2 separate regions of the Mus musculus genome follow, and region 1 is linked to region 2. Evidence: chromatin contacts called from public ChIA-PET data. All regions are on one chromosome and are shown on one strand. Each heading gives the region's core, a stretch centred on a gene start, on an enhancer-like site or on the middle of the called end of the contact. The rest is flanking DNA. Distances are from core to core; before and after follow the strand shown. Region 1 overlaps Ifih1 (interferon induced with helicase C domain 1). Region 2 overlaps Fap (fibroblast activation protein).

Region 1 (6,019 bases), core at 1,672-4,171, 80 kb after region 2:
GAAGAATGTCAAGGCCAGGCTTCGGCACCTGCTCGCTCTATCCCTCACAATGTGATTATGCCTGATAATGCGGTCACTGTTGGACAATCTTGAAACTCACTCTGGGTAGCCCTGTCTTCCCACTGAAGGACATAGAGAAAGCCAGATGCAAGTCTGACATGGCTAATTGGGAGGTGTGTGGTCCTCTTGGAGCCTTTTCCTGAGATGTGACAGAGTGCGTGCCAAGACTAATCAAGCCCAACTGCTCCCCACTTCTGCTGAATCATATGGGGCTGCATTTCAGCATCTGAAGGAACCTGGGACTTCTCTCTCATGATGTTGAAGCCCTAGATAGGAAATGGAAAGTCTGGGAGCACAGGTGGTGTTTGCATTTCTCTCTGCACTTGAAGGCTATAACTTTGGAAAGGATGGAGACGAAAGTAAATGGTATTAGAGACCAAGTTTTCTGTACTCTAGATTGGGAGCTAAAATACATTGCAAGTTGGCTAGACACTAATATGCTGCATTCGTAAGTTAGAGATTTCCAAAAAAATAAAAAATAAATAATTAAAGCTGAAGGTTCTTTAAATATATTTAAGGGACAACTTACAGTAAACAATAACAATGTAAATGGAGAGCTAGTGGAAAGTCTTTGTAGTAATCTCAAAGAAAACAAGGAGGGAGGAAAGAGGACTGGGCGGTGCTTTTAGTGCTTGTTCAATGGGAAAATGTCATTGGAAAATTCAAATTTCATGTTTGGAACTCAAAAGCTTTGATAGTTAATTGAGAAATTTTTAATTACTCTGCTAAATATTCACACATAGACACAAACACTGGGATACCTTTGTTTATCTCATAGCTTTTAACAACAGCCACTAAGTACTCGGATTTTTAAGAACCTAGTTCACAAACCATGCTCAAATGGGTACAGGATCTACACAAGCCACATAGAACCAATAAAATCTGCTTTGATTATCAAAAGAATCCAATACAGTAGATACAAATGATGAAAATGATAAACAATAAATGTGCCTGTAAATGTGCATGAATAAGAACTACCTAGATTGTATGGGTTGAAAGAGTCCTAAGTAGAATAAATCAAGCAAAAGAACATTTATATAAAGAAAGGTACAGTAAACCATTACAAAATTAGATCTGGGACCAGAAAAGTGGCCCACTTAGTGGTTAAGAACACTCGCTATTCTTTCAGAGGACCCAGATTCAATTCCCAGGCACCACGTGGTAACTCCAACTCTCTGTAACTTCAGTTTGAGAGGATCCAACACTCTCTGACGGCTTCCATGGGCCTCAGGCATGCACCGGGTGCACAGACACACACACGCAGGCAAAACACTCATACACATAAAATAATAAAAACAGATCTAAAATGATCAGACAACATAAATAAGAAAAATGCTGAAGCTTGAAAGTCAGTTATACAAAAGTAAAATAAGGTTTTAGCTTAGTACAGATTCTGATATACAAATGTACTCAGTCCTGGATTGAGCTAGACCTCGTCTCTCCTCCACTCCACATTCCTAAGACTGCATCTACAGCATTTGTTCAACAATGTGTCTGGGAGACTATGAGGATGTTAAATCCTGAGGGGCCCGGGAATCATAATAAAAGGGACTATGGTGTCACCCAGTACCCACAGGATGTTGCCCTTTCTTTGTTGCAAAGCAGGAGAGTTATGATTATGTTCCAGGATAACAGAGGAAAGAATAACTGTGGGTTTCATAGAACACATGTGTTTAAGAGAACACATGCATGGATTACTTTGGGTGGCAAATGTGGAAAGAATGGCTGTGGTTGTTTTGGAAGATGGGAAATTTCCTTGGTACCAGATATTAACTAGAAGTGGCACATCTCTGCCAAGGAGGAAAGCTGTACCACAAAGGTCTTCTCAGCTCTTACAGTCTATGGTCCTCTGACCAGATCAGGGAAATAGAGAAGGAAATTAATGAAAGATAATCACTGGGCTTTGAAGCTACATGACTAGGATGAGGTGGTATATATGACACAGAGACAGATAAATAGGAAAGGGAGCCTTCGAGAGGAGAGGTCACCACCTCTCCTCAGAGGCTAAGATTCAGAAAATGGCAGAACTGCCCTAGAGGAACAAAGACATCGTGTAAGCAGCTTTGGATTCATTTAACAACATTATTTTTTTCCTGTGGATTTAGGACTCAATCCTGTCCTATATGTAAAGTATTCAATTTCATTAAGTTACAGATGATAAAGGAAGAAAAGAAAATAAGAAAATTTAATGAGTTATTATTAGACTTAATTTTTGAGCAAGCACATACATGCATATTCTCTCTCTCTCTCTCTCTCTCTCTCTCTCTCTCTCTCTCTCTCTCACACACACACACACACACACACACACACACACACACACACACACAGAGGGGCGGGGGAAGAGATTAGACAACTAAAATGTTAGAAAATGTTGAAATTTGTCTGAGGTCACAGTGCTAATAGGTAGGTAGAAATAGGATTTAAACTTATATTCAAAAAATGAATAAATGAAAGGTTTAGGGCAAATAAATATTAATGTTTCATTATTGCCAGAAAAGAATATAAAAATCATCTTCCCATGGTGGGTAGAAAGGTATAAAGATATGACCCTCTGTTTGGTTCTGGGAGTGCTGGATTTTTTGTTTGTTTGTTTGTTTGTTTGAGACAGGGTTTCTCTGTGTAGCCCTGGCCGTCCTGGAACTCACTTTGTAGACCAGGCTGGCCTCGAACTCAGAAATCCTCCTGCCTCTGCCTCCCAAGTGCTGGGATTAAAGGCATTGGCCACCATGCCCAGGTGAGTGCTGGATTTCAAATCCAGAGCCTTGCATCCTCTAGGCAGGAGCTCTACCACTGAGCACATGTCCAGGAGAGCAGGTCAGGCTTAGAAGGTCCACACAGGTCCATTTCAAACACGGTGATGGACACCACTCACCCTGTGGATACTGAATATGGTATTTTTAATATGGCAAAGCAGCTTCCTACAAAATGTTTTAGAATAATATAAATCTTAAAAAATTTACACAAGCAGTCTTAAAAGTCTATCGGTGTTATTTCCTTTAAACAAGTACATGATGATAAGAAAAAGGCTAATCATGAAAAGCACATTAAATTTTATTTCCTAGAATAGGAAAAAATATTATTCAGTCTACTAGTGTGTAAATTCTCTTCTATCTAAATAAAATTCAAATAAATAAATTTTGTTTACAGTGTTAATATAAAGATGATTGGAGGACCTTTACAAGATACAAATTTTCAAAGAAAAGTTCAGTAGCATTTAATGTAATACATATTAATGTTCAATTGGGTAAAAATAGTCAATTAAGTTTTCTCTATCTTTCAGTCACACTCTGCTCTATAATGTTCTGGATAAAGAGTATATACAATGTTTGGTTAAGTATTAGTGGCTAAAGATGCTTTAAAAGAAGGTAGTTGATCATCATTTTCGGGTCACACATGCTCAAAAGCGTGAGTGTGTTGAAATGGATGCTCACAGCCCTCCATTAGACAGAGCACAGGGTCTCCAATGAAGGAGCTAGAGAAGGTACCCAAGAAGCTGAAGGGGTTTGCAGTCCCATAGGAGGAACAACAATATGAACTAACCAGTATCCCCAGAGCTTCCTGGGACTAAACTACCAACCAAAGAAAACACATGGTGGGACTCATGGCTCTAGTTGCATATGTAGCAGAGGATGCCCTAATCGGTCATCAATGGGAGGAGAGGCCCTTAGTCCTGTGAAAGTTCTATGCTCTAGTATAGGGGAATGCCAGGGACAGGAAGTAGGAATGGGCTGGTTGGTGAGCAGGTGGGGGGATGGGGATAGGGGGTTTTCAGAGGGGAAACCAGGAAAGGAGAAAACATTTGAAACGTAAATAAAGAAATTATCTAATTAAAAAAAGAGCGAGTGTGCTGACAAATTAAATTTTTATATGTAAATTAGAACTATCTTGCTTAATGATCTAGTTTCATGAAAACATCAATTTTAAGGTTAATCTCTTAAATTTTAGATATATAGCTTAAGGATAAAAATGAAAATAAATGGTTTCTTTGACCTTAAACCTAATGAAATGAATCTCTGTGTGGTTTGGTGCTACAAATGTTATCATCTTCAGGCTTCAGTGAGAATGTTCATACAAGAGGGAGCACAGGAGCGTATACCTTATTGACAAGAACGATAACCTTCCCGGATTCAGATGCCTGCTTCTTCTTGTCTAAGTGATCTTTGGTGATGTAAACAGCCACTCTGGTTTTCCCACTCCCCGTGGGGAGGCAGATAATAATATTCTTCCCATCTAGAGCTGGTTGGGCCACTTCCATTTGGTAAGGCCTGAGCTGCAGTTCTGGCTCGGGGGATACTCTTTTTGTCTGGATGACACTTTCATCTGAGGGAAGAAAAACATGGAAAAGTGGCGTAAGAGAAACAGCAAAGATATGAAGGCTTGGAGGCCCAGCAAAGATACGAAGGCTTGGAAGCCCCCAAACTGCAGACAGGATTTAGATGTTTAAGGTCCTGTCCTCTGTGTTCCAAACCACTTCACTTTCTGTTTTCTGTACCAGGGAGTGTCAGGTCTGTCTTTCAGGACTGATCCAGGCTCCCTATGTTGGAGTGAATTAACAGCATAGAGGCCTTGGAAGGAGATGACTGGGGAAGAGTTGTCAAGAGAGAGCACTTCCCAGCTTGGATCACAGAAAGGATGTTGTGTGGGCTTGTAGGTTCCTATCGCTAATGCACAGGGCATCTCAGGTCTTTGCTCTGTCTCTTGTCCTCTGGGTTTCTCTTAGCCCTCCTCCCATTAAAGCAAAGTGGGCTAGAAAGGAAGGCTGATTAGTCCTCACTGCTCTCATGTCCGTTATTTTTTATTAAAAAGAAAGAAAAATAGCTGGAACTACTTCCTTAATTTGTTAAAAACATCATCTAATAACTAAATATCACAAAGCACATGAATGCTGTCATCTACTGCTATCTGGGGAACTTTAGGAGCTTCATGTAAACTGGAACATAAATTGTATGAAGTGTGCATATATATCTTCTTACAAATTATTTCTACTTACAAATCTGATATAGTGTGAGTGCTTTATAAAAAGCTGTTTTTTATTGTTTAAGGAGTAATGACAAAATATTTCTATCTATTCAGTATAAATTTTAAAATATAGTTTGGATACACAGTTGACAGAATCTGTACAAGTGGCACTTAGGACATCAAGAGCTGCTTCTGTGCTTGTGTGTGTGTGTGTGTGTGCGCGCGCGCGCCCGCATGAGGGCATGCACACATGTGTGCGTGTGCTCGTCTGTGAGGGAGAGAAACAGAGACACAGAGAAACACAGAGAGACAGAGACAGGAAAAACAGAGTCAAAGAGACAGAGAGTGTGGAGATCATTTGCGTTTGAGGCTACCAGACTAGAAAGCATATTTAGGGAACAGGAAAGCGCTACCTATACCGGCCTTTACTTAGTAATGTTTCCATCAACAGATAAAACATAATTATGCAGTTTTCAGCTAAACTGTCATCAATTTGCCATGTTGTTTTAGATTTCTATTATTATTTCCTGATATGCAGGTCTCCATACATTTGTTCTCCTGAAACCCAAATCAAAATATATTTATTACAAGTAGTTCCATAATATGCATTTTTAAAATAAAAAATGCTGACAAAGTAAGTGCTAACATAGTGATTTCATAAACGCTAGAGTAATTTTATTATGACACATATCTTGTTTTAGATATATTTTGTTCAGAAGGGACCACGTTTTCTCATCTTCTTGGCCAAGAGGAAAGGATCTAAAATGTACTGCTCACAAAGTGGAATGTAGGAAAACAAATATTATTTCAACTTAAACACCCACCTGTGCTTTACAGCATCAGAAAAGATGAGATGACCGTGCTTATCAGCCCTCCAGCACACACTGGGTGAGTGCTTACTCCCTTATCAATGGCCACAGTAAGACTAAACTAACACCATCCCATTAACTTTAAAGAACTTGCTGACAGCTCCATTTCCCGCAAACCGTTGATTCCGTTT
Region 2 (6,601 bases), core at 3,041-5,540:
CACTCTTCCCTCAAGAAGAGCATAATAGAGTGTGAAAAGTTTAGAGTAAACAAGGTTTGTTTTAATTCTCAGGAGGGCTTAGCCGTCCAGGTGTCCTCAGTGTCATAAACAAGTTCCTTAAAAAAAAGGAGACAATACAATGCAACGCATTTCCATTATGAAATTCAAAACCCGCGTGTGTCTGCTTTACTTATGTGTGCACTAATGTCACAGGGCTCCAGTCTTCACTGTCCCTTGCCTTTCCCACATCCTTTCAAACAGTGTGTGAATTAACTGCTCAGTCTTTTCCCCCAGCGACCCCTTGTAGCATTCCCAGGCTGTCAAAGTTCCCAGCACTGTCTCCCTCTCTAACACTGCAGCCTGTCCACTTTCCCACCTCTCTCTTCCCCCTCACAGATGATCATATTCTATCCCATCTTTCCTAAATAGCTACCCTTTCCTTTCATCCACTTACAAAACATAGGAACAGAACCCCTCCCATGTCAGCCTTGGTCCTGAGGACACAGAAGAAAGGAGGCATAGTCTTGTCTTTCTAGTCAATAGTTCACTGTCATCATCTAGCTCACTGAGCTCAGGTCTCAGTCACCCCTGGCCATCATTAGTACCACGGCAGGATCTCCAAGTCTTCAGCCTGCTCCCCCTCCAAACCTATCATGCCTGAAATCTATCTTTCATTCATTTTTTATCTCCTCATTTTCCTGACTCTAGTCACTTTTCTGGCTGCTCTATGTAAGAACCAAACTCCTTTGACTCCCATTCAAATGATTTGATAGATTAGCAATAGGTTTCTAACACTGCCTGCATAGTAAGAAGATCAGACGAATTCTCTTCCTTTGCTCCCAAATTCCATCTAATAGCAATCGGATTATGAGTATCGAGGGAATATCCCCAATTTACACAGCATTAGAATTGACAGACTAAAATAAAAAAGAGGCAGGGACTTCTGATTAGTTCAATGTGTCATAAATGACTGTCTCGAGGCAGCTCTATGAGACAGTGTGTAGGACAGACTGAAAGGAAAGGACTTAAAGAATTCCTGAGAGTAACAGCAATAGTCTTGGATTCAAAAGCTTTAGGTCCAAAGTCACTAATTCCATGGCCTTTAGCCAAGTGAATTCCATGCTCTGACTACTTGTCCTCTCATCTACAACCTCTGAGCAACCATTCCGAACTTATAGTATCTGATAGGTAGTAATCCCTCAATAACTGATGGCTTTTACAGACAACATCAAATCACTACAAAGGGGTCTCCATGTCTGTGGGCTACCTGCTATGGCTCTTTAAAGCTTGCCCATTGGTCTTAAGTGCTGAAGAGTGAAATTAGTCTTTAGAATCAATAGCTATCTGAGAATTTTTAGACTTTTCATACAAGTTCCTAATAAAATTTTTTTTCAGAAAGAAATCTTGTTGTTGAGTGACTAAAGAACATGCAGTCTTCATGAAATCATAGCTGTTTGAAAGTAACCAAAGAGCAACAGAATGGTCTTTCAGTTAGCTGAATAGACAGTACAGTCCATTGCTTGTACGCCCATTGGTTGATTCCAATTAAAACCTAAATGGTACATCGTGCTGCATGCGGTACTTACAGTGAATCCTGTGTTACGCGGAATATATATATGGCCTCCCACTTGCCACTTGTAATTTGAATAGCATTTTCCTATAAAAAGACAAACATTATGTTGTGTGAAGCTGAGCGTCACTTGAGCAACCTCAAGTGAATGATCTTTGAGGAGAGAAATCTTGGAAGGAACGTACCACAGTGTCTTTGATGTAGTGAATATGTTTGTAACCATCCTTGTCGCTAAATATTTTGTAGTAAGAAGTGGCATCCTGGCTAAAAGCTGGTGTCGAAACAAAGAACTGAAAGAAATGAACAGAGGTTATATCTAAAAGACAAACTGCACAAAAGCCAGTTATTTTTATAAGCCATGTATGGCTAAGAATCCTGGTGTGTCACCTCTCCTATCACCTGTCATCCACACCTGAAATTCCAGATTTTCAAAGGACAGCTTTTCCAGTCAATCTAATAGGAACTCGCAGGTGCTGACTGGTGCTTGTTTGCTACTGCACACCTCTACCCCACCCTACCACCCCTGGAGCCCCAAGCTTTGCGACACCTGATTAATAAATTTCTGACGTAAGGTGATACGGTTTGGGATTGAGTTACAGGAATAACAAAACAAATGTTGACATTTAATCAAACCAAACTTTAAAATGGAGCATTTGATCAAAGTATATTTTTTTAAACAATTTATTGTTATTTTTATGTGCATCGGTCTTTTGCCTGTATGTATGTCTGAGTGAGGTGGTCAGGTCCCCTGGAACTGGAGTTAGAGTTGTGAGCCACCCTGTGTGTGCTGGAAATTAAACCTGGTCCTCGAAAAGAGCAGCCAGTTCTTTTAACCACTGAGACGTCTCTCCAGCCCCAGATGTACTTTGGATTTTTGAGTTGTCTAATGCTAAGCTCCTAATGTCAACAACTTAATGAAGACATTTGAACGATTCAAATATGATGGTCTAGAAGCCACAGATTTTAGTAGCACTTTTGAGAGGAACAGTGAAGCATGGTTAGGGTTAGCTCTGAGCTCAGGAAACACAATGGCGGTGTAAGCTGAGTTTGTGGAGTTCAGCACACACTGCTGGGAATGATCTTATTGCACTCAACTCCCAGTCACTCAAGTTTCCTGGAACAGAGCTAGTGGCAACTCAATATCCTATCCAGTACAGACAACTGAATTCTGAAAATGCCTCATAGGGTAATGTGTCTCCCATTGTAAAATAAAATGACCTGTTCTATCTTTATGACTATTCTTACAGGTTGTCCTCTGGTGAAATGATGACAACTTACTGAGAAAAATCTCATGAGAGTAGAGCTTCTCTATATCATACAGGAGGAACTTAAAACCTGATCCTCTGTCTGGTTTAAGTCCATGGAACAGTAGCCCAAGCTGTTCCGTTATTTTATGAGTGAAGAAAATAGTAAGCATCCACACATACCAGTAGTATCTCCTACCTTCAAACATTTGTTCTTGTTTATATCTTTTCTGAGATCAATTTCTGATCAAACAGGTAGCAGGGAGAAGTGCGATTGACTTATTTAATGATGACATTTGGATGTGATCTGAAGCTGGAAATTTTTTTTTGATAAAATTATTTCTCTTATGTTGTGATCATACGTTGTTAAAATGCAATGGATCTCATATTTCTACTGGGTAACTAATGTTTCTATAAATTTGTTTCCACCTGGATGGAAGATTTACAGATACAATTGTGATAAAAATGAAAGATGTGGCCCTACTAGATTAGCATTAGCTCTAGATCCAAGGACCACAGTTCTAATAAGAGAAAAGACATAAGGCAGCATGAGAGGCACAGGAAAAGATTCTATATCCTGGACGCTGCCTCATCCATGAATAATCATTGCTCAAGAAAACTTCGCTAAATAGAAATGTCTGGTGTATCTTTGAATACATTTGTAACAGTGGAAAGTTGAGTAAGGTGAGATGGCTTATGCATCCATCACCATCAGTCATCATAAAAGCTGCTTCAGATCACTTTGCATCTTGAGTGTAAGTATTTGGCGGGGGCACTGCTCTAGTGTGGGCCATTGACAAAGCTGCTTCTTCATTTCAGAAAGGTTTTGCTCTCAAGCAAGGAATGGCAGCATTATAATACACAGCTTCTTTACTCCCGCATACTATATAGTGTGAAAAACAATTGGTTCTATGTGGTTTAGTTGTTCAAATGGAACCCAAGCCACCACAGACCACTTTAATGTAATATGGTGAAAAGTTATTCCTTGCTTCTCCTCTCTGTGTGCAGACCCCTTTCTCTCTTTATCTCTCTCTCACCTACCTCTTCTTTCCCCATGGTGTCTTCCCCATCTTTGGTCCTTAGGGCCAGTGAACTCACCTACCTGAGAGCAGCTTCCCAATAAAGCTGCCTTTAATAATAACAAATAATAAAAATAATAATAATAAACAGTTTTTCCTCACATACCTAGTGAGTCAATTAAGGGACTTCTAAAAAGACTGTATTCTGAGTAAAGCTTACAATTTCATTTGTACTGAAAATAAAAAATTACCAGGACAGACTGTTCTGTTTTAAGATATTAGGAGCAGGCAAACAGGAAGAATCTTTCTGCTGGGCAAAGGCTGTTATCTCGTCCCTTTCTCTGCGCACATGGAAGACAGTTGCTTCCGATGAGCAGGTAACTTAGGTCAGGTAAAGAGGGTGTGAAATATTTCCGCTCTCACGTTGTCAGAGCTAGGGCCATAATGCATTCTGAGTTAAGTGCTTCTTGCAGCAAGTCACACCTGGACACTAGATAAGACATTCAACTGCGGTGACCTCAGTTGTAACAGGGCCCTGCCCTGGTTTCTTTATCGCGCTTAGATTTTTTTTTCTGATAAATTGCTTATCTCTGAGTGAAGTGCAAAGCCATTTAAAATATCTTACCTAGGAAGTAAGGTTACTTCTCACAGTTTTGTTTTTTTGTTTTTTGCCATCCTCACTAAATGGCAAAAGATAATGTGTAAGCTGAGCTAACGATTAGACAGAAGTACAGGCTTTCAGACACCAAACCATAAAATTCATGTTCTGTTTTTAACCAAGAGGTTTTAGCCACAGACCGAAGAGGTAGCATTGTTTAAATAGCTGGTGATAGTTTGGTTGCAACCCTAGTCAGGTTGAAACCATTATGATTTCAGAGCGTATGTCTAAATGCAAAGAACTAAAATTTAGGTTCTTTTGTTTTGTACATCATTTACAGGAAAATATCTCCAGTTAATTTCTTGTGTCTTTTGCTGTTTAAATATCTTGAATAAATTCTAAAGAAACCCCTTTTTAAAAATTACCATTTAATATATACTATTATGACCAGCTTTTTAAATTTGTTTAAAGACCCAAAACAAGGACTGTAGTGGTAGCTTATGATAGGCTACTTGTCCAGTATATTTGGCCCTTGTTGATCCCAAGAACTACACACAGGCATGTGTGTGAGCACACTCGCACCCACACAATTACCCGAATGAGTTTTTAAATCATATACATAATCTATATTTTCTCAGGTTAATTTCATTGATACTAGTTAGGAAAGCTATCCAATAAAGCAGATGCATTCAGAGGATGAGAAATTATTTCCAAAAGTTTCCACTTGAAGTAATTATTTTACACTCTTTTTCTGGGATATAGAATTTTCATTACTAAATATACTTCCAAAGATTAAAATTGATACCTGTGTCCCTTTTTGTACAGTGTGCCTAAATCTCAGCCCAGCAGCCAACCTGACACAAATGATTGCTTGATGTACTTTTGTGACATGTGGCATTGTCCAGACTACATTCACTAATTCTCCAACTTATTTTGTAGTAATTAATGTAGGAGAAAAAATACAATTGGTTTCCTTAAACGATGATTATATTTATATGAAACAAACCATATATATCACTAACTCCATCGAAAGATTCCAGGCACAATTAATCACAAATCATCCCAAAACACATTTCCTTGTTTGATACCTAAGCACGACATGGGACGCATACACTGTGTAAAAGTCAGTTCACTGACTCTGCTGGGTGCCGTTAAAATAAAGGAAAAGATAGAAAAATCATACTCCACCAGCCCATCCTGTTCTGCTTTCTTCTACATGCTCCTGGTTCTACAAACAAAGAGAAGTCAGATTAAAGCACAAAAAGAATAGCTTTTCAAATGTATAATTTGGACATTATGAACAGTTAATCTGCCTGGCCATGGTGTTCTACAACTGAGCCTCCAGTTGAGGAGAGTTTGTTAAAGGTTTCTTAAGAGCAGCATGCTGAGTATATACAGACAAATCATTGAGAAACCTAATTTCAGATGTTTTTCTCCTTCACTCTTCCATGTGGCTGGTCTTAGAATCATCACATATGTGTGGAAATTCAGCCCAAATAAAGCATGTGATGTGACACAGAAGAAGGCAGTCCACAGCGAAGTTGCTATTGTGTTCCTATTCCTTATGGGGTAGCTAGAAACCTAAACATTCGTATTTTCAGGTTTTAGCAAGAGGCAGAAGTATCACTTCATATATAAATACTTAGAAGTCATAAAATGTAAATAATCCTTTTTTATAGATAGATAAAGAACATTATGGGTTGAGTTACTAGGCATAGACCTAGTGGTAAGCTTAGTGGGTCAGAAAGGAAAGTGCCTCAGGGAATTTGGAAGAGGAAAAGCATCAGCAAGATCTTGGAGAAACTGTGGTGCCATCCAGGCAGTTTGATCTGTGAGTAAATTCCATGAAGGACTTCACTTACCTAATATAGAAAATGTAACCATAAGTATGAGAGACAATGTGTATTTGGTAGTGGCTATGGTGGAAAGACGCCAAAAATGCCACTTAAATTCTGGTTTTTAGGAAATACTGATAAAGACTCAGACCAAGGATACAGTAGTGGGGATAGAGTAAGGAGACATTGAACCTTCAGATCAACAGAAATAATTTTGAGAATTTTTTGACAAATAGTTCTGGAAACATCTGCTATGGATAAAGACCACCCTGAGGGAGTTAAGTAGACAGTTGTGAAAGAAACAGCAGTTATACTCTGGGACAGGATTGTCTTTC

Evidence for each region. ChIA-PET counts read pairs in DNA pulled down with a chosen protein or histone mark.
Region 1: a contact with region 2 is called in an SMC1A ChIA-PET map of the G1E-ER4 cell line, with 6 read pairs. The contact joins two enhancer-like sites. A contact is called at or near these places in 2 of 15 datasets of contacts at CTCF or cohesin (the G1E-ER4 cell line and stem cell-derived epiblast-like cells), 12 of 484 Hi-C or Micro-C datasets (the G1E-ER4 cell line, LSK cells, cerebral cortex and 7 more) and 1 of 115 datasets of contacts at active chromatin or transcription factors (fibro-adipogenic progenitors).

What each region holds. Positions count from the first base shown.
Region 1 is chr2:62,613,105-62,619,123 of GRCm38.p6, forward strand. Ifih1 (interferon induced with helicase C domain 1) reads right to left here. Exons shown (of 16, transcript NM_027835.3): 5 at 4,157-4,380. Among named protein-coding and RNA genes, the nearest start is that of Gm39839, 3.8 kb to the right of the region's middle. Within about 2 kb of position 2,922, at least 2 of the 459 cell types and tissues checked have an H3K27ac peak or open chromatin away from gene starts, as enhancers often do. A contact at or near this core is called in the G1E-ER4 cell line, where this site is marked.
Region 2 is chr2:62,531,376-62,537,976 of GRCm38.p6, forward strand. It overlaps Fap (fibroblast activation protein), which reads right to left. Exons shown (of 26, transcript NM_007986.3): 12 at 5,615-5,659; 13 at 1,756-1,860; 14 at 1,587-1,657. Among named protein-coding and RNA genes, the nearest start is that of Fap, 39 kb to the right of the region's middle. Within about 2 kb of position 4,291, at least 3 of the 459 cell types and tissues checked have an H3K27ac peak or open chromatin away from gene starts, as enhancers often do. A contact at or near this core is called in the G1E-ER4 cell line, where this site is marked.